3 separate regions of the Sus scrofa genome follow, and all the other regions are linked to region 3. The links are chromatin contacts, called in public Hi-C and HiChIP or PLAC-seq maps. All regions are on one chromosome and are shown on one strand. The core of a region is the stretch at or near the end of the contact, and the rest is flanking DNA. Distances in the headings are between cores, read along the strand shown.

Region 1 (3,360 bases), core at 676-3,175, 150 kb before region 3:
TTAGCAGGGCTGGAGTGGAGGGAGGAAAGTGGGATACGGTGGAGAATTGCTCCAAGGTGCCCCATAATTGCGGTAGGTAAAATAAAGTCATTACGATGGCTTCCTTGCTCAAGAGGCGTTGAGCAATGGTTCTGAAATGCCAAGGAAGGTATCATTTTTCCCTACTGAGGTATTCATTTCCCTCTTGCTTCTGGAACATTAAAAAAAAAAAAACAAACAAAAAAAAACCCAACTCTTACATCATGGTAAACAGTATTAACATTTAGTGAATCAGTTTTGTTTACTGTTTATACCACAAGCGTTTAAAACATTCCATTTAAAAAAAAAAAAAAAAAAAAACTGTCTCCTGCTCATTCATGAAATTCTTTTCCTCCTGCTTCAGATTTGCTTGCATGCATGAGCTGTGCTTCGATGGGGATTTTTCCTTCTTTTGCGGAAATCAAAGAGTTCATGAGAGAATGATGACTGCGTTATCAGAATATACATTCTTACACCAGATGTGTTAAAGGGTAGGCTGTGTTGAGGAAAGGGCATATTTTGAACCAGGTACAGAATGTTAGAAATGGAAGCATTTCAAAATATGCACCATGATTATTTTCATCAGGATACCTTTGGGCAGTTCTGCGTTTTAGGCCCTCGCATGCAGCTGTTTTTTAAACTTCCCCAGAATGTAGGTCAACATCACCACGGTTCCTCATATTTTGTTGGTATTTTGAAAGTTGAAACATTCTGCCATTTTTTTTCCCAGACCGAGATCTGCTCAGGTTACATGTGTGGTTATGGTGATCATGCAAGTGAGCTCATGAATTCCTTCCGTCAGTAGTCACCTCTGAATTATGACAGTAAGCACGCAGATCACACCTTAACCTGGAGTGAACACAGCACTCACGACGGTGCTGACGAACCGTCTAAAATTGAAACTGCTCCACTGTTTTCTAGGCAGCTTCAGTGATCCGACTGCAAGGTTACAACACAGTTTTCATTTATTTCGCTTCAAAAGAGAACTGATACATTTTTGTGGTGGTGATTTGTGCACATTTGGACAGCGTGATATCAACACTATTGTCATATGATGAAGAATGGTCATTATTTTAAATCTACCATCGTCCTCCAGTGTCCCCTCTCCATCGGGATTTCTCAGCTTCAGCACTGTTGACATTTTAGAGCAGACAGTTCTTATTGTGGAAGCTGTTTTGTGCCTGGTAGGATGTTTAGCAAGATCCTATCCCCTACCTGCTAGATGCTATTCTCCCCCAGTTGTAACAATCAAGAATGTCTACATTCATGGCAGGTGTCTCCTGGTGGGGGGCAGCGAGCAGAGGTGAGATCACCCCCCACTCTGTTCTTATTTTGGTTTGGAAGTTCACCCTCTACGTCCTGAACACTTTCCCTCCTGCCATTTATTCTAAAAATGGAAACCCCGAGTTAGATCAAGTTTTCCAAGGCTCAAGCAAGGCTACTTTCGGAGAAAAAAAAAAAAAGTTCCCACCAGATGACCTGGAGTTGGGTTACACAGGACAGCCTCTCTCTTGGGCTTCCGGCCTTAGCAGGTGGAACTCTTCAAGGCTGCGCTTTCCCAGGGCTGTTCCAGAAGAAATGGCCCCCACTGACTGCGTCTGGGGGTGCTGACATAAGAAGAAAGGGAACTTGTCTTTAGAGACCTGAGCAGAGTCCTGGGCCCCCAGTTCAGTGGCTCCCTCCAGGCTCACCGCCTTCCTCTGCAGCCCCAGAAAGAGGGTAAGAGGCACGACCACAGTTCTTTCTTTGGATCGAAGCAGACATCCTCCCATCCCAGTGGCTGTGGTCTCCGAAGCTGGAACTCTCGTTAAGCCAGGAATGTGGAGCTCTCCACAGGCTAAGGCAGGCATAAATTTCCTCTGTTTGTTTTGTGAGGACTAGTGTCGACTGCTGTAATGAGATCAGAGGATCCCCTGGGACGAGGCCTCCAGGTCAGCGGCTGGAAGGGTTTTCTGGGGCTGTTCTCTTGGCTGCTGTTGGAGAGGGCGGCCCCTCTCCACACCACAGTTGTCGTGTGGGGAGGTGGCTGTGTTCTGGTTTCATGCCTTGTCTCTCTGCCTCTCCCTTGCTACCAAAACGTCATCGGGAGGTCGTCCAGTTCCAAATCACTGCCAGGGTAACATAAGGCACCTTCCTGAACCCGGGATAGACTTAGCTAGAAAGGGCAGGCAGGTGACTCCTTCCTTGGGGTAAGTGTCTGCACTGCCCGTGCTGGCTGGGGATGCTTTCTTAATGCCTGGCCTGACCCTTCAGTGCACCCTCACCCAGCATCACTCCACTACGAGGAAGAGTTGAGGCATGAGTCACAATAAGACAGCCTGTGCTACAAAGAACATGTTTCTGGCTCCAGCCTGAGTTACAGCCAAATGGCCATAGAGGGGACCACTGAATATGGCAGAATTGAGTTTAGCACACCTCAAACTGGAACTTCTGGCAGAATGGTATACTGAGCTGGTGCCACCTGGGCCCTTGGTAACCCCCAGCCCCACTCCACCCCCCTCCAACCCCCCTCCCCAAATTCTTAGGTGTGTTGGCCAGAATAGCAAATCATAAGTGCATTGTGAGCTCAGAGGCAGGAAAGAAAAATTCCCAGGTGCCAGAAAACTTTGATGCCACAAACTCAGCCGTGGGCTTTGGGGGCTGTGGTGTTTATGCTCTCACAGGAACTGTAGGCCAAACACAGCAAGGTGAATCCCCAGGGTCTGTGTGCAGCTGTGAGTGTGAGTGTTTGGGGCACAGGGCCGGGTGTTCTGTTGTTTGAATAGCTGTGGGGTCCCTAGTTACACTACCTGTGAGATGTGGAAACTTCAGTTATTTTGACGTAGATGCTAAACTGATGCAAGAGCGTGGAAAGCCCCCAGGCCCTAGTAGAAGCAAACATTAGGGCACAGGGCCCCCTCATAAAGAGCAAGCCACACGGTGGAGAAGCTAGTGTTGGAAAACGCAGAATTCAAGCCTCAGGAAAACAGAGGTCAACATGAATCCCAGAGATTGCTTTTGGCAGGGGCCCATCATGCCAAATGAAAGCTGTCTTCTGAGGCCTTTTTTTTTTTTTTTTTTTTTTTTTTGCTTTTCAAGGCCACGCCTGCAGCATATGGAGGTTCCTGGGCTAGGGGTTGAATAGGAGTTGTAGCTACTGGCCTGCACCACAGCCACAGCAACACAGGTTCCGAGCCACATCGGTAGCCTACGCTGCAACTTGTGGCAATGCTGGATTCTTGACCTACTGATCAAACCTGCATCCTTATGGATACTAATTGGATTCCTTACCACCGAGCCACAGCAGGAACTCCTCTCTTCTGAGGATTAATGGATGTTTCTTCCCAGAGGAACAAGGCATCC
Region 2 (2,957 bases), core at 372-2,871, 140 kb after region 3:
AGGAGGTCTAACCCCCTCCTTCTCCTCCCCTAACCCCCTAACTACAGAGCCAGGCAGTGCAGGTACCAGGTGAAAACATCTTCTGCCCTGCTCCTCCCGTTGTGCTCCAGAGGAAGAAGAATGAGTCTCCTGCTGGGGCAGGATGACAGCCACAGTAGCAGATTTTTTTTTTTTAATTTTATGGCCCCCCTCGAGGCATAGTCCCAGGCCAGGGCTTGAATCTGAGCCACAGCTGTGGCACCACCAGATCCTTTAACCCACTGTACCAGGCTCGAGATTGAACCCACGCCTCCCCAGCAACCCGAACCGCTGCAGTCAGATCCTTAACCCACAGCACCATGGCAGGAATTCCAGCAGTAACAGGTTAAACTAGCGATGGCTGCCCCTGACCCTTGGTGAGTCTCCATAGTGAACCCAAGTGAGACGGCACCTGTGTGGCTGCCCCAGGTCTAAAGACGTTGGTGCCCCTGCTGTTCAGAGCTGGTGGTGGTGGTCAGCAGGGCTCTCCATCTTGCCACCTCACTGTTTATGAGGGTCCGGGTAAGGAAAACCAAACCACTGCTGAGACGTAAAACCCTGAGTTGGTGGGACAGTAAATAGGAGGTGAAGCCCTACTGGGCCTAGCTGGGGTGTAAGAATTTGCCAGAAGAAAGGCAAGGAGGCCTCAGCCTTCTCAATGTCCAAGGCCAAGTCCCATTAGCTGACTTGTAAACCCCTTTGGGGAATGTGGGGGTGCCTGCCAACCAGGGAAAGCAAAGTTGTCCCAGCTCCATAGAGGGCCTGTGGCTCTTGTTTATTCCAGGGGCAAACGCCCATCCACTTGGAACCTGCTACCCTGAAATCAGCACATAGCTGTGGTGAAGTTACCACTGCCTTTCCAAGAACATGTCAGGGGCTTCCCTTTGGTACGTGGGGTAAGTCCTCCCTTGCTAGAGGGGTAGAAGCACCTTCTAGAAAGAAACAAGGGTCCTTGGGCTTTGGGGTTTTTTTTCACAGGGAAAAATGTCTATAGCTAACAAGTTTCCTTTGACCTCTTTGCAAAGCAGCTTGAGTTGCAACAGCTCTGCTGACATGTTATATGGCCTTTTGCTTCAAGGACTTTGAAACCAGCATTGTTGATTTTTCCTCTTTCCTGTCAGCCTCTGTCCTGTTTCCGTCGTGTATTAGATTTGCTGTCTGGAGGATTTTAAATACAGTAGCTCCTGGTATGGAAGGCTTTTGGACTTTGCCCATGGCCTGAACTATGGGTATATATTCTTGCTGAACATAAGTAAATACAATTTAGAGCAGAAGCAGAATTGCTTTGTTGTCAGCTGTGGGGAAGATGCCACGAGGCCCAAAATGCCGTAACCCCTGCTGTGCAAACAAGGCTTCTGCCTGGTGTGGAAACATCCGTGTCCCCAACAGCAGACCTCTGTGCTGTTTAGGCACCATCCAGGATCTGAGTGTCTGTTTGTTATCCAAAGGGTATACAAGGGAAATCAAACATTCTTTCATATCATTATAAGCCCTGTGCAAACACAGCCCCTGGACAAAGCCCTTTCCCGGGCCTGTAACAAGGAACTGTTTGTCCTGACTGCCTGTCTTTAGCGGTCGGAGCAGGGCTGAGCCGAGTGTGGTGTCATGTGCACCATTGCGATCTTGCTCTCCTGGGCCAGGCAGGATTTGACAGGTGTCAAGGGACGGAGTTTACCCTATGGAATTCAATCAGAGCACCCACTGGGAGCCTTCAGCAAATGCCACGTCTAGCAGGCTCAGAGCTATGGAGTAACCTGACTAAGCCATTGCAGCAGCGGAAAGACAAAAGATCGGGTTCCTAGGATTGCCTTTGTGTATGGGGATTAACTAGCCACAAATGCCGGGATCCAGACTCACGTCTGCCTATGTCTGATGCAACCGAAGGAAAAGCCTGAGCTCAGAATAAAATATCTTCCTCTCACTCCCCTGAACAATCCAGACATAACACTGCAGCTCCTGAATATTAATGAGGGCCTGATTTCTTCACCCAAAACTATTCTGATCAGTTAAATCCAGATCTGCCTCTGTTTTTCTGGTTACTTAAATTCACTCAAGTCCACTTGTTCCACCTTCTAAAGCTGTAGTGTCCAGTACACGTGGCTGCTGAGCCCTAGAAATGAGGCTGGTCTGAATCGTGATGCACCCCCATGGGTAAAACACCCCTTGGAATTTGAAATTTTGGGATCCCTCACAAGGTGAACTCTTGCAATCATTTCTGTGTTAATTATATGTTGAAAATAGTTTGGTTCCGTTGGAGTCAATTGAATATGTTATTAAAATTCATTTCACCTGCTTCTTTTCACTTCTTTTGACGGTGCTACTAGAAGATGTAAAATCACACGCTCAGCTCACGTTGTTTGCATTGGACAGCGCTGGGCTGGCGCCTGAAGGAAGCTTGGGTTAATAGTGCCATCTGCTGGTCCATCTAAAGCAGACGCTAGTGTGACGAGTTCAGCCGGCTGAGTTGGGAAATACTGTTAAGAAACATGCAACCTTCCTCTTCCAGAAGCTTCTGAGCAGGATCAGAGCTGACGCCTGAAATCTCTGCCTCATCAGCAGGGGTCTTGGAGAGGGCAGTGGCAGAATGCTGGAAAGTGCTGGCCTGCGTTCTCTACCTCATGGGTGCCGAGGAGGCCCAAGAGAACAGCGGCTCTTTACCTAAGAAATATTTCAAACCACCACAGGGTTGTAAACAAACATTTAAAGGAATACAAGGAGGACACAGAACTGTCCATGAAGAGACTAGTGTCCACTCTCTGGATGATGCTGACCTACTTGTCAAGAGTTTGAAAGTAGGACTCTGACGGCAGTAGTGTCTGCATCAGTTACCCGTTGCTATATAACAGTTCAACCTCAAAACATTGTGGCTTCAGGGAGTTCCTGTCATGGTGCAGCAGAAACGAATCCGACTAGGAACCGCGAGGTTGTGGGTTCGATCC
Region 3 (2,988 bases), core at 178-2,677:
ACCTGAAATGGAAAATCCATCATTTGGTCAAGATCCTTCTTCCCTGAATAATGTTTATTTCTTCAAAGTGAAAAAAAAAATCCTTTAGATCAGTTAGATTCACGATCAAGTTTTAAGGCTTGGCAATAATTCTCTAAATCCTCTGACATTGGTGGAGCATGGTGAGGGAATAATTCTGCTTTAAAAGAAATTTTTAATTGCATTTACATTTATTTGAACCCTCCTTTTTTTTTTCTTTGTGCCTTTAAGAAAGACTTAGTATATTTGCAAACCCTACCAGGGTGAAGGCAGGAAAATGCAGAGATTTCCTTGTCAGCTTGGATCAGGATCTCTGACAGTGCCCCCAAATTGTTTCTGTTTTGTTGATTCTGGTGTTAAAAATGTGACCTTCCTGCTTCAATAAAGAAAAAAAAATGTTACCTTCCAGGAAAAGGAGGAGGGATAAAAATAATAAAACAACAACAACAACAATGATTTAACTGGCCAGAGGTGTTCATTGAGCTGACTTAGTATTAAACTCTAAAGATCTTCAAGTATTTGCAGATGGATATATATACAGCTTCCTTACAGAATCCTCTTAATTGAAGAAATGTTTCATCTCTATCTCTGTTGACAGAAAAGATTGCCTACTGATAATTGCTTTGCTTAAGTGTCTGATAATATGCCAGGAATGAGAGCATTCTGTGTTAGGTCATCTTTAATTATGCATGTACCACCTGTCGGCTCTAAATCAGCACCAGATTAGATCCTCAAGGAGTCAGTTTGGGGAGGGTTGGAGGGAAGCGGGGGTGATCTCTTTTAGAAACAACAAAAATAGAGAGTAGTAAACATGGCTTATAACCTGCAGCTTTTTTAAGGAGCCTCATCTTCATTGTTCTTGGGCAGGAATAAGCTCTTGGTACATCTGAAAGACGGTTGAAATCTCGCCCAAGCTACTTCGAGTGGCGATAAATTACTGTGAGAGTGGATGGTGGTTCCATCTGTTGCATTTCCTTTTTGCTCCTTCTCATCGTTGTAAATGAGCCAGGGAGAAGCTCAGAAACATTTTTTATAAGCTCTGTGAGGACAGGAAATATGTTAACGATGTTAGATTTCATACATTTCAGGGGTTTTTTTCAGTAGCGGGTTGGCTTTTTTTAGAAGGACAAATGTGGGTTGGAAATAATGTTTGTTACCCTCTGTCAGCTTTTGGTAGTTTTATTCTCACTTTTCAGGGTTGTTTGGGACTTTCTGGTGGGATGTTGAGGGTTCTTTACTGAAGGTTCTATTCTCTCTTCTATCCTTTGAGAGCATGGATTTGTGAAAGGTGTTTCTTTGTTCACCTGTCAGAGGCTCCAGGAAACCTTGAGATGTGAGAGGAGGAGGTTTGGGTTGACGGAGAGGCTGAAGGTAGAGAAGGGCTCAGTGGAAGGAAACAACAGGGACATGAGGGGTCACGTGGTGACTTTCTTGGACACCCCTGCAAAGGTGAGGCTCCTAGCCTGACTGCTCTCCAGCCTGAGAACTGCCTCGGTAAAAGTTTGTGACTAATAACCCTAGAAACAAGAACTTGGAGATCCTAAAGTCTCTTATTCCAAACACTGCTGGCTGAAAGTGTTGAAGGGAAAACCAGTTCAGCTGATAAAGGCACGAAGACCCTGGACCCCATGCTCTTCTTCCTGAGCCCCATGGTCCAGCCTCATGGCACTGAAGGACCCTTGGCTGCCTTCTGATATATTTTTTTATGGTCGCACCCACTGCATATGGAAATTCCCAGGTGTCAAGGGAAGGTGCTGTGGTCTCTGCACACAGCTGGAGAAAGAACTTTCCAGATTCAAAGCAAGGTGAAGAAATGACAAGTTTATTGAGGCAAGAGACCCTGTTAACAGAGCGGACCAACTTCCTGATAATCAGGGAGACACAACCTAGGTGCCTGGTTGTGTCTGCTTTTATAGCCCAGAGACAAAGGAGTGCAAGGAGAGGTCTTGCCATACACCTGTTGACCTGCTGATTGGTTGGGGAAGAATGGGGTCTTCTGAAACACTTGCTGGTTGGTTGGGGACATATGGTGCCCTCATAGGGGCGAGGTAAGGAGTGGGCCACATACCTTTTCTAGTAGGGGGGCAGGAAGGAGTAAGCCAGGTGGGTCAAGGGGAGGCGATGAGGAGTGGGCCACATACCTTTCCTAGTAGGGGGACAGGAGGGCATAGGCCAAGGTGCTGGGGTGGGGAGGTCCTTAGGAACATTGTAACAATTACAGTGAGACGGGTGGGATGATAAGGGTCTAGCAATTCTTATCTCAGCTGGAGCCTTTTTGAGTTTTAGCTCTGGTAGAGAGGCCTTGAACTCCCACAGAAGGGAGTTGCCTGCTTCCTCCAGGAGTCTGTACAGTGAAACAGAAGGCGCCTTGGATCGCATCCCGGTTCCCACACATTCTGGCCTCTTGCTGGCTGTGTGACTGTGCGAGGGGCTCCCTCAAAGCTTCGAAGCTTCCATTTCTTGCCATGCAAAATGGAAACAATGTTTTCACTTCACGAAGTTGCCCTGAGACTTAAGCAAGGTCAAGGGGAGCCCTGTGGACAGCAGTGCGCTGTGCAGAGTTGGGTGCTTGCCCAGGTCCCCAGAAGGGGGACCTTGGAGCTCAGGGTTGTTACCAATGCAAGGGACAGAACTGCCTCCCTTGCAGGGTTACTGCTAGCTGGATATCTGAATAAAATGTCATGTATAAAAATAAAGCGTCGCATGTAAAAGCCCCCAGCACTGGGCCTGCTACAGAGCAGGTGTTAGGTACCATCAGCCTTGTTTTTGCCTCTGGACCTGAGGAGTCTGGGAGAGGGCGTCCTCTGTCATGCACCTCTGCTGGCCAGGTCCTCGGCAGGTGCGCTTTGACCTTCCCTGGAGACCTGGCCTAATGCTCACACTTTCTGTTGTCCTGTCGCCCTGTCATCTCAGTACAGAGCCACCGTCTCTGCTTCTTCCTTCTCCTTCCTCCTCCCTTCTCTCTTTCCT

Evidence for each region. Hi-C and Micro-C count contacts between places; a contact is called where the count stands out from the background. HiChIP or PLAC-seq counts read pairs in DNA pulled down with a chosen protein or histone mark.
Region 1: a Hi-C map of skeletal muscle shows a contact between it and region 3, with 6 times the contacts expected there. The contact joins two enhancer-like sites. A contact is called at or near these places in 3 of 47 Hi-C or Micro-C datasets (embryonic fibroblasts and skeletal muscle) and 1 of 2 datasets of contacts at active chromatin or transcription factors (skeletal muscle).
Region 2: an H3K27ac HiChIP or PLAC-seq map of skeletal muscle shows a contact between it and region 3. The contact joins two enhancer-like sites. A contact is called at or near these places in 4 of 47 Hi-C or Micro-C datasets (brain, embryonic fibroblasts and skeletal muscle) and 1 of 2 datasets of contacts at active chromatin or transcription factors (skeletal muscle).

The regions. Positions count from the first base shown.
Region 1 is chr1:58,199,861-58,203,220 of Sscrofa11.1, reverse strand. All of the region lies in intron 1 of BACH2 (transcription regulator protein BACH2), which reads left to right. Among named protein-coding and RNA genes, the nearest start is that of BACH2, 80 kb to the left of the region's middle. Within about 2 kb of position 1,925, at least 39 of the 83 cell types and tissues checked have an H3K27ac peak or open chromatin away from gene starts, as enhancers often do. A contact at or near this core is called in skeletal muscle, where this site is marked.
Region 2 is chr1:57,910,700-57,913,656 of Sscrofa11.1, reverse strand. The region is part of intron 4 of BACH2 (transcription regulator protein BACH2); the gene reads left to right. Among named protein-coding and RNA genes, the nearest start is that of GJA10, 32 kb to the right of the region's middle. Within about 2 kb of position 1,621, at least 18 of the 83 cell types and tissues checked have an H3K27ac peak or open chromatin away from gene starts, as enhancers often do. A contact at or near this core is called in skeletal muscle, where this site is marked.
Region 3 is chr1:58,051,185-58,054,172 of Sscrofa11.1, reverse strand. All of the region lies in intron 2 of BACH2 (transcription regulator protein BACH2), which reads left to right. Among named protein-coding and RNA genes, the nearest start is that of GJA10, 170 kb to the right of the region's middle. Within about 2 kb of position 1,427, at least 2 of the 83 cell types and tissues checked have an H3K27ac peak or open chromatin away from gene starts, as enhancers often do. A contact at or near this core is called in skeletal muscle, where this site is marked.